Linked DNA regions of Ovis aries: all the other regions are linked to region 3. The links are chromatin contacts, called in public Hi-C maps. All regions are on one chromosome and are shown on one strand. Each heading gives the region's core, a stretch centred on a gene start, on an enhancer-like site or on the middle of the called end of the contact. The rest is flanking DNA. Distances are from core to core; before and after follow the strand shown.

What was found. Hi-C and Micro-C count contacts between places; a contact is called where the count stands out from the background.
Region 1: a contact with region 3 is called in a Hi-C map of tail adipose tissue, with 5 times the contacts expected there. The contact joins the promoter of LOC114111177 here to the enhancer-like site in region 3. A contact is called at or near these places in 2 of 16 Hi-C or Micro-C datasets (omental adipose tissue and tail adipose tissue).
Region 2: a contact with region 3 is called in a Hi-C map of liver, with 3 times the contacts expected there. The contact joins two enhancer-like sites. A contact is called at or near these places in 6 of 16 Hi-C or Micro-C datasets (hypothalamus, liver, muscle and 2 more).

What each region holds. Positions count from the first base shown.
Region 1 is chr1:190,210,346-190,213,045 of ARS-UI_Ramb_v3.0, reverse strand. It overlaps LOC114111177 (DNA-directed RNA polymerase II subunit RPB1-like), which reads left to right and starts at 1,362. Exons shown (of 3, transcript XM_060397243.1): 1 at 1,362-1,424; 2 at 1,850-1,950. The coding sequence starts at 1,362. It overlaps TRNAG-UCC (transfer RNA glycine (anticodon UCC)), which reads left to right and starts at 832; the gene lies at 832-904.
Region 2 is chr1:190,298,885-190,301,584 of ARS-UI_Ramb_v3.0, reverse strand. HEG1 (heart development protein with EGF like domains 1) reads left to right here. Exons shown (of 17, transcript XM_060404378.1): 10 at 1,305-1,363; 11 at 1,685-1,845. Among named protein-coding and RNA genes, the nearest start is that of HEG1, 49 kb to the left of the region's middle. Within about 2 kb of position 1,339, at least 1 of the 54 cell types and tissues checked has an H3K27ac peak or open chromatin away from gene starts, as enhancers often do. A contact at or near this core is called in liver, where this site is marked.
Region 3 is chr1:190,461,712-190,464,436 of ARS-UI_Ramb_v3.0, reverse strand. The region is part of intron 5 of SLC12A8 (solute carrier family 12 member 8); the gene reads left to right. Among named protein-coding and RNA genes, the nearest start is that of SLC12A8, 59 kb to the left of the region's middle. Within about 2 kb of position 1,461, at least 9 of the 54 cell types and tissues checked have an H3K27ac peak or open chromatin away from gene starts, as enhancers often do. A contact at or near this core is called in liver and tail adipose tissue, where this site is marked.

The sequences.
Region 1 (2,700 bases), core at 113-2,612, 250 kb after region 3:
CTGAAACAAGTTAGCCTGTACACGCACACATGTCAAAGCTTTAAACATGTTCCGTTTACATAAAGTATACCTCAATAAAATTGTAAAAGAAAGCAGAAAGAAGTAGGGAAGGAGGAAGAACTGATACGCAGTAATACGGATGAATTTCACAGTGTGCTGAGGGAGAGAAGCCAGACACTAAAACAGCACATACCTTATGACTCCATTTATATACATTTCCAGAAAAACCAAACTAGTCTCCAGTGACAGAAAGCAGGTCTGTACTTGCCTGGGCTAGAGGGTGGAGAAAAGAAGGGACTGCGAAAGGGCAAGAGTAAACTTTCGGATGTGATAGAAACGTTCTGTATCTTGATTGTAATAGTGGTTTCACGTGAACATACATCTATCAAAGCTCATTGAGTTTTATACTTTAAATGGATTCATGTATTGAAGTAAATTATATCTACCTCAATAAAGTGAGTTTTAAAAGAATTTTAAAATGCCTTTGTTTAACTCTTGCTTCCTGGAATCATTCAAGCTGAGAATAACACAAAACATATGGGCCTGAGAGGTATCTTTGCTTGGGAGAAATACTTAAATGGGCCTCTCAGCTATGTAAGAGTTAATCCCAAATCCTATTCCTGAATGAAGACTTTGGGGACAACAGGGAACTCACCTGCTGTGTAATAACAAAAATTTTTGCTTTCACTAAGGTTAGAGTTAACATTCTGGCTAATATTCACGAGGTGTTACTGGCTTCATTCCTCTGCCTGGGGCTAAATTGCAAAGGGAGTTGGGGTCTTAGACTTTTAAAGTGGGAGAATTGGATTAAAAAGACCCTCATCCAGGACTTCCCTGGTGGTCCAGTGGCTAAGACTCTGTGCTTCCAATGCAGGGGGCCCAGGTTCAATCCCTGGTCAGAGAACTAGATTCCACATGCCACAGCTGAGTTTGAAACCCACAACTAAAGATCCCACATACCACATACCATGTGTCCCAACTAAGACCCAACACAGCCATATATATATATATATATATATATATATATATATATATATATAAAGAGTTAGCAAAGTTAAAAAAAAATAAAATAAAAGACTCATCCAAGAGATAAACTGCTTCCTGAAACGTGAGAGGTCAGGGGCTAAGGAACAAGAGGCAAGTAGGGGACCTTCGAGGGGGGATGTGGCTTGTGAACAAGCAAGAGTCACAATATCAAGTAATCTGTTTTGAGTTATTCTCTTTCTTTCCCTCCCTGACCTGTCACCCACAGGCTCTCAGTAAAGTTAAATGCTACAACATTATATTAACTGCTTTTGAGAACATTAGTGGGGGACCATGTCCATACAGGGATATGTGGGGAGCCAGGGAAGCTTGGAGACATGAATACACAGTTGTTGGAGGTAGTCATCAAAGAGACCCACAGTAGTGATCCACAGCAAAAGGTGATAAAAGCTCAGCAACAAACAGTCTGGGGAAACACATGAGGACATCTCAGGGATTCTCAGAACTACAGCTGGAGGAAACTGGATTTCCTGCACTCCATGGCAGCACGAGGGGCCCAGACTCTATTACTGGGTATTTAGAGGAATGGTGACCTCCTAAAATGTGATAACTTGGGGATGTTTGGGATATAAAGACATTAACATTCCCCCCTCCACCCCATAATCTCCCGAGGACGTTTGGATGGACTGTCCTGAGTTATTTTGGACTATGAGACAGAAAAAATAATCCATAAGGTCTGGTTCATAAAAGCTCAAGAGAGACCTACGTTATGTGACCAAACCCTAACTAGTAATTGCCTCTGTTGGCTTTGACGTCAGTTGATGACTGGACTTTGAACCCGAGAGAGAGTTTAAAAGAAAGATAGCTGGAGGCAAATCATTTCCTTCCTGGATTACCTAGCGAGAACATCCAAAATGAAAGCCTTCACTCACCTCGCTCTTCTTGCCCTCCTTTTTCAAGCCTTAGGTAAGAAACACTTAAATTTTTTTTCATTCCTTTAATCATATTTGTTGTCTCTGAGATAGAATCAGCAGGCTTAAGCTACTAGTTCCCACCGCCCCATTAGGTGGACTGTGTTGTGGATGAAGTTTTCTAGGGGCTCAAAGGCACAAGGCATTTCAGTCTGTGATGAAGGCAGATAGAACAGTAGTGAAAAGAAATTTCTGGACTAGGATTTGGGGTTCAGAGAGCCTGAGATTTGCCTTGAAAGTCCTGAGGCCAGACAAGAGCAATTTAGTAGTTCCAAGGGCTCATTGCTCTAGAATGTCCTTCTCTTTAACCCCCAAATGTCATTTGGGTTCTAATACAGAGCATGCTGCTAAGTCACTTCAGTCGTATCCGACTCTGTGCGACCCCATAGATGGCAGCCCACCAGGCTCCCCCGTCCCTGGGATTCTCCAGGCAACAACACTGGAGTGGGTTGCCATTTCCTTCTCCAATGCAGGAAAGTGAAAAGTGAAAGTGAAGTCGCTCAGTCGTGTCCGACTCTTAGCGACCCCATGGACTGCAGCCTACCAGTCTCCTCCATCCATGGGATTTTCCAGGCAAGAGTACTGGAGTGGGGTGCCATTGCCTTCTCTGAATACAGAGCATGGACCTGGTTTAATCCCTGAATGTGGCATGAAGTTTTCTGCCCCTTATACTTGGGAATTAGCGTTTGCCTCTGGGCAAATCCCTTAATCCTCTGAGTGTTGGTGGCACTCCTGTCAAATGCTG
Region 2 (2,700 bases), core at 90-2,589, 160 kb after region 3:
TGAGAACCTCCTGCAGAGATATAGTCCTTCCCATTAGATGGTCTTCAGTGACCCATCTGCTTTGCTCAGTTTTACCCAATATCAGCTGGCTTCCCTGGTGGCTCAGTGGTGAAGAATCTACCTGTCAATGCAGGAGATGCAAGAGACACAGATTTGATTGCTGCGCAACCCAGGCATGGCAACCCACTCCAGTATTCTTGCCTGGAAAATCCCATGGACAGAGGAACCTGGTGGGCTGCAGTCCATAGGGTCGCAAAGAGTGGGACATGACTGAAGCAACAGCACACACGCACACACACCCAGTGTCAACATATAATTTATTAGTGATGTGACATCCCCACCCCCAAGAAGTAGCGAAGATGTAGGCTATGACTAGAGAGGACTTAGGCTGTGACTCAAATGGCCTTTCCCAAGATGCTCTTCTGTTCTGAAATGTGCTATTTCTGTTTTTTCCTGGGGAAAAAGAAAGTTTAATCATAATAAATCATTGCCTTATGAATATAAAGCAATGTTAATACAAAGACAAAAAAGGTTTGATAGCATCCTGTGAAGGATGAGATATGTCTGACCCACAGGCTTTGAAGACAGGTAGATTGCATTGGTCAGGATATTGAGACCCTCAGCTGCTTGAGAGGAAGCCCCAAGCCCCAGTTCATGCTATGGGCGGAGTGGGGATGCAGGCATGGTACATCATGCCCCACAGGGGTTTTCTGCTCTTTCCAAGGGCACAAGGCAAACACACGGAGTCACTCTTAATTTGCTCTCAACAAAAGGGCTCTTGACCCATGTAATGTAATTTCCCATGGAGAGCCTTTTTGAAGAGGATCTATCTGTGAGTTAGGTCAACTCATTGTAGATTATGAAGGGTCTGTGTAAGGCCTGCCAGACCTGAGGGAGCTGAAAGGAACCCAGCCTTTTCAGGAAGCCTTGTTCACTGTGCAAAGTCCAAATAAACAGTTGCCTCTGAGGTCGTTTGAAACCCTGGAGCAGATCTTAGACGAGATCTGTTCCTTTGAAGAGGTTTTGCATCCAAGGGTGCTATTCTGAACATCATTTCCTGCCAAGATTTCCCCCCACTGATTTACTATCTGCCTCTCTCCCTTTGTGTTCATGGAACAACAGAATAAGAGCAGAAAGGCATTTAAGAAAGGAACAAGAAAAAAGGACACCACTCTGTGTGAGGCTGCCTGCTGATAACTCGATGACTGGAAAAATGCCTGTTTGATCTTGAAAATAGGAAATTGGTTCTAGGTTCAAGGCTCTTTTGTCTGACTCACAGTTAATGATAAACCTCTTCCTTTCAGTTAAATGTGTGTTTCTCAACATTACCTGGTTATACCCGATCCACAGCTCATGTTTCTAGGTAAGTAGCAGGATTATATGTACTTGTTTGTGGACCAGTCCTATAGAAAGGGGAGGGTATTCTAACAAGTGTGATGGCAACAACACTGGCCCCTGTTTTGCCTGTAATGTAATTTCTCATGGAGAACCTTTTGGAAGAGGACCTATCTGTGAGTTAGGTCAGTTCATTGTAGGCTACGAGGGGTGATCCCAGGCCAAGGTCACGGAACCTTCATGCTGTCCCAGGCCCTCACTGGACAATGGGGAGGACACTCATTTTCCAAAAATTCTGGGACCCACATATCAGTTTAGGACAATTAAAATATGTATACTTTGCCTGTAGGGAGTCCAGTGTTGTGGTGATGTCACTGCAAGCCACCTTTTCCCTGGCCTCCAACGTGACGCTGTTCGACCTGGCCGACAGGATGCAGAAATGCGTCAACTCCTGCTGGGCCTCTGCTGAGGTCTGCCAGCTCTTGGGGTCTCAGAGGCGGATCTTTAGAGGTAAGAGAGGGGCCCTCTGGGAAGACCCCCCATCCAGTTACTCACAGACCTAGGGTAGAAGTGTAAGGCCTTCTGGGCGCAGGTCCAAGAAACTTGTCATAGAGCTGGCCTGTCTTTGAAATGGGTATTAACCACAAGGGGTTTGTGTGTGTATATCTTTGTATGTGCACCGACCCACACATGCACACACACACACACACGATCCTGTACACACAGCATTGAAGTCTCCCAGTCCTTGGCATGCTTTTTCTATTTCTCCTCTACAGCCTTGGTATTGGACGGGATATAGGAGCAGATGTAATGAAGCAGAAATCACTCTTCTTTCCCTTGAAAGGCTCCCTCCCTCTGGGGAGGTAGAATTCACACACAGAATGTACAACACTTGTCAATGGCCCGAAACCTTCATCATGACATGCCATTAGGTAAATAAAGCACATGCAGTGTCTCCCATCCTCCTGTGTATTTGTTTGCAGATTCTAAATGCGCAGAAACAAGATGAAGATTGGAGGCCAGATAGCTCATGGTGCCGTCCATGATTTCTCTTTTCTTGTTCTTTATCTGTTTTTGTCAAAAGCTTCTACAGAGCATCTGGTGTGAAACAGATGAATAAAGGGATTAGAAACAAGTTTGGAAGGCATATTTGGGTCTTGGAAGGGAGGTTTCACCTCTGGGATGGGAAAATTCTGCTGGAATCAAAAGTGCTTCCTCATGCAGGGGGGCCTGCCCCCGCTGCGTCTCGTAAGTGGTCTGAGCTGGCTCTGGTTGGCTCATTTTACTCACACAGGACTGGTGAGAGATGCAGAGTCAGAGTCAGCCTCCCCATCTGGTGCCCAGATGCTCAACTGTAGGTAGCAG
Region 3 (2,725 bases), core at 212-2,711:
TGCTCACAGTGTCACCAGAGACGCAGACAAGTAAGCCGTTACTAGGTTGTGGAAAGTACCATGACAGGGGTTTACACAGGGAACCTGGGGTTGTGGTGGGCTCTCAACCCAGCCTGAGAGTCAGGAAAAGAGATTCCCCCTGAGCTGATTGTTGCAGGAATACAGGGTTTAGAAGAAGAGAAGGAAAGAAATCTTACAGGGAGGGAAGCTTATACAAAGACCCAAGAGAGTATACAGCGAGGGTGCCTGGGGTTGGGGGTGGTGGGGAACAGGCAGTGCCGGCTCACCAAAGGCCTTGTCTGCTGCGCCAAGGGACTTGGGCTTTCCTTGAGACTCTGGGAAATGTGATAGTATTGTTATATTTTAGAAGACCAGTGGCTTGAGACAGGGGTGCAGAATGGAGGCAGAAACCCGATTTGAGAGGCTGTTGTTGGTAACCCAGAAAAGTAATGGTGATGCAGCCCTCTGCTGTGGGGGAGGGGCCGGTGAAGGAGAGATGGTGAGAGGCATCTCATCATCGAGATGGTGAGAGGCGGTGCAGGCGGAAGAGACAAGGCTGACCCCCGGGCTGGCTGGGCTGGCTGACTAGTGTCCTGCACGGGATCTGGCAGGAGCAGGGCCGGGGTGGGGGTTGGGGGGCGCGGCGGGGGCGGTGAGGGGTGTGGGAATGTAAGAGGTGAGTGAAGATCTGGCGATCCAGTCATAAGCGGTGCGGACGCGTAGGTGAAGCTCTGGGATGGGTGGAAGTTGTTTGGGGAGGGCGTGCTGATTTTGAAGCCAACAGAGCTGTATTTGTTAAGATGGAAATTAATTTCACCAGAAGAGACAATTTTCGCTGTTTGGGATTAAAAAAAAAAAAAAAAAAAAAAAAAACTCTGACAAAATTCCAAACATACAAAGTGAGTAGGCTAAAGATGTATATTCTTTCCTTAAGAATTCACCCCAGAAACTCTTCAGGTGACTGTTCCCTGTTCCACTCAGGGTGTAATGAGCACACCCATGCCTCTGCGGTTCTCTGGAACTCACTGTTGGCTTGGACTTGTGGCTACCGAAGAGAGCTTTGGGGTCTTCCTGGGTGGTCTTAAGGTCCTGGCAGGTAGTAGACATTGAGTAAGTGTGCAGGAACAAGTACGCTGAGTGTGAGATAGTGACACCATACTGCAGCCTCTTAGCCCTCCTGCAGTGATGAAAGCCCGTGTGGGGACACCCTTACCCTGGAACTTCAGCGCAGGGCCCCCCTTTCCCTGGGCCCCCATTCTCCTCTTGAGATGAAGACAGTTGCCCAGCTGCCCCCATGACCCTGTTGCATCGTCCTCCCCTCCCGACTTCCTGGCGGGCTCCTCTCCCTCCGCAGGGCTTCGTGCCCTTGCTGGGAAGCGGAAGGGTTTTCCTGCCCTGGGGAGGAAGGGCTGCCTGGAAGGGCCTTGCAGTACCCAGGATGGCCTCTGTGTGGAGTCGTGATTCTGGCTGTCCGCTCTGGGGAGCCCTGTCCCAGGGCGGCTCCCTCAGCCTTTACTCTCTGCTTACGGAGGGACCAGGAGGAAACCTGATGTCAAGTGGTTTGTGAGGTCCTGGTGTCTCACTTAAGAGGTGGCGCAGTACACACACCATATCGCGTGACCCTCACAGGTAACCCTGTAGGGGAGGCTGGGCAGGGTTGTTTTTTCCATCTCACAGATGCAGGGACAGTGGCCCAGAGAGGTGAAACAATTTCCAAGAACTCAGGCCTCAGTACCCAGCCCCCTTCCTGGTCCAGCTGAGAGAACAATGTCTTCTCAGCCCTGTTGATGAGTTCTTTAAATGAGTTTCCCAGCCTCTGTCCCTGGGGTTCTCGACCCTGCCTGCACATTAGAAACACTGGGAGATCCTCGTGGGGAGAAAAAGAAGAATCCCTGGCCCCAAGTGGATCCCTGACCAAGTGGATCAGCACAGCTGGGACGGGCCGTTGGTGTGTATTTTCAAGTGTTCCGGATGATCCCACATGTAGCCAGGGTTGAGAACCCTGCTCATGTAGGCTCGGCTCTGTTCTCAGTGAAATAAAAACCAAATGTGACGGGCCAAGACCTCACTTGCTCAGGGTGGCAGAATCCTGGAGACTGGTCTGACGATCTCACTGCTCTGGGAATGGGCTCAGGGCAGGGACAGGAGCTCTTAGCCCCAGAACAAGGACTTGTCCCTCCTTCCTCTGTGTCTCCCTTGACCAGCGCTTATGTGGCAGAACCTGCTTGTTTGTGTGTATGGAGGTAATGAGCACCAGCTCTGGGTCAGACACTTCACATATATTTTATTTTATTCTTGAAACAGCCTAGTGCTTTGGGTCAGATGGTGATCCCCATTTTATAGATGAGGAAGTTAAAGTCCTGAGAGGTTGTGCAGCTTTACTGAGGCTGCAAAGTCAGTGGCTCAGCTAAGCTTTGAACTCTGAGCTTGGGCTCCAAAGTGCTGCTCCATGGTGCTTTTCTGGGCATAGCCTGGGAGGAAAGTGGTAGGAATGTTCTCTTCCACCAAGAATTCTCTACTGCTCCCCTTCTCCTGTGGATCAAGGGGTTCTGAGGCCCTGCCAGCCTCTGTGAGCCCACTTGGGCCTTTATGAGGGCTCAGAGCTTGCTGGGGGAGCAGGAGATGAGGTGGAGGACTGTGAGGCAAGATCAGAAGCTGGAACCAGGTGCTGCAGCAGCTAAAATGTGGTTCCCAAAGGCCACCAGGGACAGAGACAGGAGACAAG